2 separate regions of the Pan troglodytes genome follow, and region 1 is linked to region 2. The links are chromatin contacts, called in public HiChIP or PLAC-seq maps. All regions are on one chromosome and are shown on one strand. The core of a region is the stretch at or near the end of the contact, and the rest is flanking DNA. Distances in the headings are between cores, read along the strand shown.

Region 1 (3,217 bases), core at 46-2,545, 170 kb before region 2:
CTGAGTAGCTGGGACTATGGGCGTGCGACACCACGCCTGGCTAATTTTTTAATTTTTTGTACAGTCGGGGTTTCTCTATGTTGCCCAGGCTGGTCTTGAACTCCTGGCCCCAAGCGATCCTCCCACTTCAGCCTGCCAAAATGTGGGATTACAGACATGAGCCACCGTGCCTGGCCTATTATTATTGTCCTTGTCATCCTCCTCCTTGTGAACTGGACTGCTGGGCTGGGCACCCTATGAGAGTGGGTTCAGATCCCTCTGTGCCCCTGGCACTCAGCTCTCCAACTTCACTTTCAGGGACCCTGTTTATCATACCCAATAGGCAGTGAAGGAAACTGAGAGCTGAGGGGCATGGCTCAAACCACAAGCTGCTGGGGTCTGCTCCTCTAGGACCTGGATCCGGAGCCCACCCCCAAGCCTGCCGACCACTGTGGGATGCCCACCTTGTGCTGAACCCCAAAAGGATGAGTTGCCTCCATCACCTGAGTCCTCTCCACAACTGGGAAGCGGGTGCCACGATTGTCCCCGTTTGACAGATGGGAAAACTGAGGCCACACAGGACTGGGCCTGGAACCCAGATCTGCGTGACCTCCAAGCTGTTAAGCCCCCTTATCCTCCAACGAGGCTTCTGGGCGTGGCCGTCAGTGTCAAGAGAGGCTGCATGCATTCCTCAATCACAGGATGAGTCTCGTCGTCAGGCGATGAGGTGGTACAGCCTAGGGGTTAGGTTTAGAGCTGACTAGAGCCAGGAAACTAATCACATAACTTCCCTGTGCCTCAGTTTCCCCATCTGTAAAGCAGGGATAGCAGTACTGCCCATCTCACAGGGTGGCTGTGAAGGCTGAGTGAGTATAAACATTACTACTATTTCATCTTAGCTAACAAGTGTCATTTACTTATGTTTCTTATTTAGTGGACAGAATCTATCCAAATGACTAAAATTTAGTCCAGATTAAAACAACCAATTATCCATCTATCCATGAACTCTGATCTCCAAAGAAAGAATGCAAAATAACCTGGAGCTGGATGCCTGGGTTTGAATCCCAGCTGTGCCCTCAGCTGGGTAACCTAGAGTTCAGGTTCCCTGACCTCTGTCTCCACTTCCTCCAGCTGTAAAGTGGTGATGATGACAGCACTAACTTCAGAGGGCTTTGGCAAGATCAGAATGAGTTAATAGATGAGCTTTTAGGACAAGGCCAGGCTCAGAGTAGACGCTGAAGAAGGGGTGGCATCATCATCATCATCTTCACCATCATCATCATCTTCATCATCATCATGTCCTCGGGTTGGTGCTGCCCCCCAGTGGGTGTTGGCCACTCGAGGGTTAATTTCAGGGTAGGGGAGGGAGGCTAAGGGCTTGGGGCCGGGCAGAGGTCCTGCCGAGTATGACCACCAGAGGGAGCAGCTGAACGTGATCTGGCCCTGACAGCGCCCAACACACCCTCCTGGAGCCAGGGGAGGGGGCTGGCAGAGAGTGGCCAGGACGGGATGTCCCCAGCCCCCCCAGGGCCTCTCCTCCCACCCTGCTCCAGTCTGCAGAGCCATCTGGTCCCCACCCTGGTGACATCGTCCTCCTGCTCCCTCAATAGGGTTGAGTGGGGAATCTGGGGAGGGGGCTGGTGGGAGTGGTGGGGCGGCTCCAGCCCTTGGTGGCCCCTCCCCCTCCTGTGGGGCTGTCCAGTCCCTTCCCCCAAGGCCGACCTTCTCATGGCCTCTGACCCCTTCCTCCTTCCCATCCTACTCTGCCGGGTGTGCCGGGTGTCCAGCGAACCCCTTTCCCAAACCTTCGGGGAGAAGGGAGGTGGGAGGAGGCAAAGAAACTACAGGCAGGGAGCTGGAAGGGGGGGTGGGGGGGGCAGGAGACAAGAAATCAAGACACCAGGCAGCAGGACACACACACACTCACATACACTCACACACATAGAGACCAACAGATAGACAGCTACCTAAAGCCTGAAAGACTGACAGCAACACAGAAAAAGAGAAACAGGCAGAAAGAGAGACAAAGACAGAAATAGAAACAGACTAACACACAGAGTCAAAAATACAGAGACAGAAAGACAGGGAGAAAGAGAAACAGAAAATTAGACACCAAAGACATACGAACAGGGAGGAAGGCCGACTGAAAGAAAGACGGAGAAGAGGAGAGAGAAGCCAGGGCCGAGCGTGCCAGCAGGCGGATGGAGGGCGGCCTGGTGGAGGAGGAGACGTAGTGGCCTGGGCTGAGCTGGGTGGGCCGGGAGAAGCGGGTGCCTCAGAGTGGGGGTGGGGGCATGGGAGGGGCAGGCATTCTGCTGCTGCTGCTGGCTGGGGCGGGGGTGGTGGTGGCCTGGAGACCCCCAAAGGGAAAGTGTCCCCCGCGCTGCTCCTGCTCCAAAGACAGCGCCCTGTGTGAGGGCTCCCCGGACCTGCCCGTCAGCTTCTCTCCGACCCTGCTGTCACTGTGAGTGTCCAGCCTTCTGCATGCCCGAAGGTGGGGACGGAAGTCCTGGGACCCCAGAGGTTGGGATGTGGTGCCGGGTCTCCAGGGAAACAGGGGCCCATCAGGATCTCAGGAGATGGGCAGCAAAGGCTGTCGGGATGCCTTGAAGAGGGGTGCTGGCATCTGGGAAGGAGCAGAAGGAAACCCCAGAAGGCAGGGACAGCATTTGGGGCCCAGGAGGAGGGTTGAGTGCTGTCAGGGTCCTTGTCAAGCCAGGAGGGCAAATGCCTGCCTCCTCTGGCATGCAGGGGAGACACATCCAGGGTCAGGGTGGCACGCTGGGGTCTCCCGGATGGCAGAAGGCTCTGGTTTGCAACTGGAGTATTGCTGTGGTGTCCCTCTCACCTACCACTGTCCACATCCCCAGCTCACTCGTCAGGACGGGAGTCACCCAGCTGAAGGCCGGCAGCTTCCTGAGAATTCCGTCTCTGCACCTGCTGTGAGTGGGGCCTGGCTGGGCCGACAACCAGCTCAAGGGAGTGTGCGTTTATGCACATGTGTGGGAGTGTATGCTCACACAGATGTCAGGTGGGCATTGATGCGCGTGTGTGGGGGTGTGTGCACACGTGTGTGCAAAAGCATTTGTGTCCATGCACATACTCACACCTGCGTGCCCATGCCCATCTAGGCTGAGGGTGGAGACCAGGGTTAAAATGTCAGATGGGGGCTGCAATTCTGGAAAAATTTCTTTCTTGCCCCCTTGCCAGCCTCTTCACCTCCAACTCCTTCTCCGTG
Region 2 (2,773 bases), core at 111-2,610:
AGCAAGCCTGGGGGCGCTGCAGGAGACTAGGGTGTGTTTCATCCCTATCTACATCTGCATAAGGCAGACACTCCCAGGGCAGCCATTTTAGAGGCACTGCCCTTGGAATGCATTATTTTCCCAGGGCTGTTAATTATTAATATTCCTTACTGGGGAAAGAATTTAGCGATATTTCTCTTACCCGTTTTTGGTAATAGGAGAAATATGGCTCTGTCCTGCCCATCCCACAGGCAGCCAGACTTTAAGGTTATCTCCCTTGTTCCCTGAAAATCGCTGTTATCCTGTTCTTAAGGTGCCCAGATTTCATATTGTTCAAACACACATGCCCTACAAACAATTTGTGCAGTTAACGCAATCATCACAGGTTCCTGAGGTGACATACATCCTCAGCTTACGAAGACGACAGGATTAAGAGATTAAAGTAAAGTCAGGCATAGGAAATCACAAGAGTATTGATTGGGGAAGCGATACATGTCCATGAAATCTTCACAATTTATGTTCAGAGATTGCAGTAAAGACAGGCATAAGAAATTATAAAAGTATTAATTTGGGGAACTAATAAATGTCCATGAAATCTTCACAATTAATGTTCTTCTGTCACGGCTTCAGCAGGTCCCTCCGTTCGGGGTCCCTGACTTCCTGCAACAATGTAGTGTTATTTTTCCCATTTTATTTACTGGATTTCAATGAGAGTCCCTGCTGTAAAGTTGGAGCCAGCATTGGAGTCCCCAGAGGGCTTGTTAAAACAGAGAAGGAGGCCTGGCACCGTGGCTCACTCCTGCAATTCCCAACACTTTGGGAGGCCGAGGTGAGAGGATCACTTGAGCTCAGGAGTTTGAGACCAGCCTAGGCAACACAGGGAGATCCAGTCTCTACAAAAAATTTTAAAATTAGCTGTGTATGATGGTGCACGCCTGTATCCCATCTACCTGGTAGGCTGAGGCAGGAGGATAGCTTGAGCCCGAGATGGAGGCTGCAGTGAGCTATGATCAGGCCACTGCACTCCAGCCTGGACAACAGAACGAGACCCATCCCCCCCTCCCCCTCCCCAAAAAGTAGAGAAGGCTGAATCCCATCCCCAGAATTTCTGAGTCCTTAGATTTAAGTTGTTGCCCCAGAACCTGCATTTTCAGCCAGTCCCCAGGTGATGCTGATGTTGCTGGTTTGAGAAGCCCTGAATCAGAGCGACATTTAATATTACAACGCAAAGACCCCGCCCATTGGGTACTATCCCCATTTTCCAGTGTGAATTTAGGTCCCTTAGGGGTGAAGCTGCTGGCCGATGCCCACACGCGCAGGAAGAGCACTGGGCCTCTCCTCCTGGACCTCGGAGGGTGGGCGGGGTTTAGCGCGGGCGGCCGCAGGCTCGGGAGCGGCCCCTTTAAGGGGAAGGCCCGAGGGCTGCAGGCGGCGGCGGTGGAGACCCGACGAGATCCGCTCTCCTTCCCGTCCTGGACCCTCAGCCTGACGAGAGGCTGGGCAGAAACTCGCGATCCCCAGGCCCTGCCTGTGCACCAGCGGCTGGCGCCAGGCCAATGACAGTACGGGAGAGGGCGACTCTCCCGGCCGCCACGGTGGGGGCCGGAACTTCCTGCACTGCAGCCTCGCAGGTCATTTCCCGGCGGGGAGGCTGAGTCCCCAGGAGCTGGGGACCCCGAGTTGGGGGCGGGACGGGTGGGGCTGCGCCCGTGAAGCTGCCGCGCCGGCTTTCCCGGACTGCAAGGGGGACAGTGAGGCCGGGACCCCCTCCGCACCTTTGCACCAGCCGTGACCTCTTGCAACGGGGGTACCCAGCGGCGCTGCGCGCTCTCGGCGCCCCCGGAGCCTGCGCCCCGAGCCCCTTGCGCATTTTGCACGGGGGAGACTGAGGCTAGGAGTGCGACCCTCAGCCCGGGGTCACACCTCGTCTGGGGCACGGCCAGGTGGGTGGTAGCCTCAGCCTGCGAGACCCCCTACCCCCGCCCCGTGGTCGCCCGCACCGTGGGGCCCTGCTCTGACCACAGACTCCGATGGCGGCGGCGGCGCTGCGGGACCCCGCGCAGGTGAGTGCTTGGACGTTAGGCCCTTCGCTGTCGGCCCCCCACGCTTCTGTTCTCGGTGTTGAGACGCAAAAGATGGCTTTGTTCTAGGACTTTCGCCTTTCCCATTTCCTTGCTTTTGAGTCAGGGGACCCTGGAAGGGAGTCGCTCCCAGCTAGGATCCTGAATCAGGGCAGGGTTTATATAAAGTGGCTTCCGTTGCTGAAATGTAATGGGATGGAGGGAGAAAGGGCTTTGTAGGCACAGGAACCAGCATGCGCAAAAGCTTGGGGGTGGGGTGGGGCACGGTGTGGAGACTGAGTTGGGAGTGTTCAAGGAACCCCACCCAGGTCAGTGTTATTAATATTATGTCTGCTGGAACCAGAGAGCAGGTGGGCTGAAGACAGCTCAGAAAGGCAGAGCTGGGCCTCTGTTCTGAGGGTGTTGGGAGCCATGGAAGGTTTAGGGCAGAGGAGGAAGATGCTGTGACTCAGGTCTTAACAGGCTCCCTGTGGATGCACAGTGGAGAACTGAATATGGAGTGAGCCGCAAGCAGGGATGCCAAGGAGTAGCCTAATGGAATAGCCCAGGCCAGTGCTGCGGCTGGCCGGACCAGAGTGAGGACTGGAGGTAGAGGAAGTGATTGGGAACTTGATGTCTTTTAAGTCAAGCTGACCAAATTTTCCCATGTGGAGGGTGAGAAAGAGGAGGGAAGAATCCATGGTTTTTGGTTTGATGAATCCAGCTTTATGAAC

What was found. HiChIP or PLAC-seq counts read pairs in DNA pulled down with a chosen protein or histone mark.
Region 1: an H3K4me3 HiChIP or PLAC-seq map of stem cell-derived excitatory neurons shows a contact between it and region 2, with 4 times the contacts expected there. The contact joins the promoter of LGI4 here to the promoter of ZNF792 in region 2. A contact is called at or near these places in 1 of 7 Hi-C or Micro-C datasets (induced pluripotent stem cells) and 1 of 1 datasets of contacts at active chromatin or transcription factors (stem cell-derived excitatory neurons).

What each region holds. Positions count from the first base shown.
Region 1 is chr20:38,276,789-38,280,005 of NHGRI_mPanTro3-v2.0_pri, reverse strand. LGI4 (leucine rich repeat LGI family member 4) reads left to right here and starts at 1,295. Exons shown (of 9, transcript XM_016935655.2): 1 at 1,295-2,443; 2 at 2,850-2,921; 3 at 3,190-3,217. The coding sequence starts at 2,274.
Region 2 is chr20:38,105,809-38,108,581 of NHGRI_mPanTro3-v2.0_pri, reverse strand. It overlaps ZNF792 (zinc finger protein 792), which reads left to right and starts at 1,360. Exons shown (of 4, transcript XM_524215.8): 1 at 1,360-2,042. The coding sequence starts at 2,010.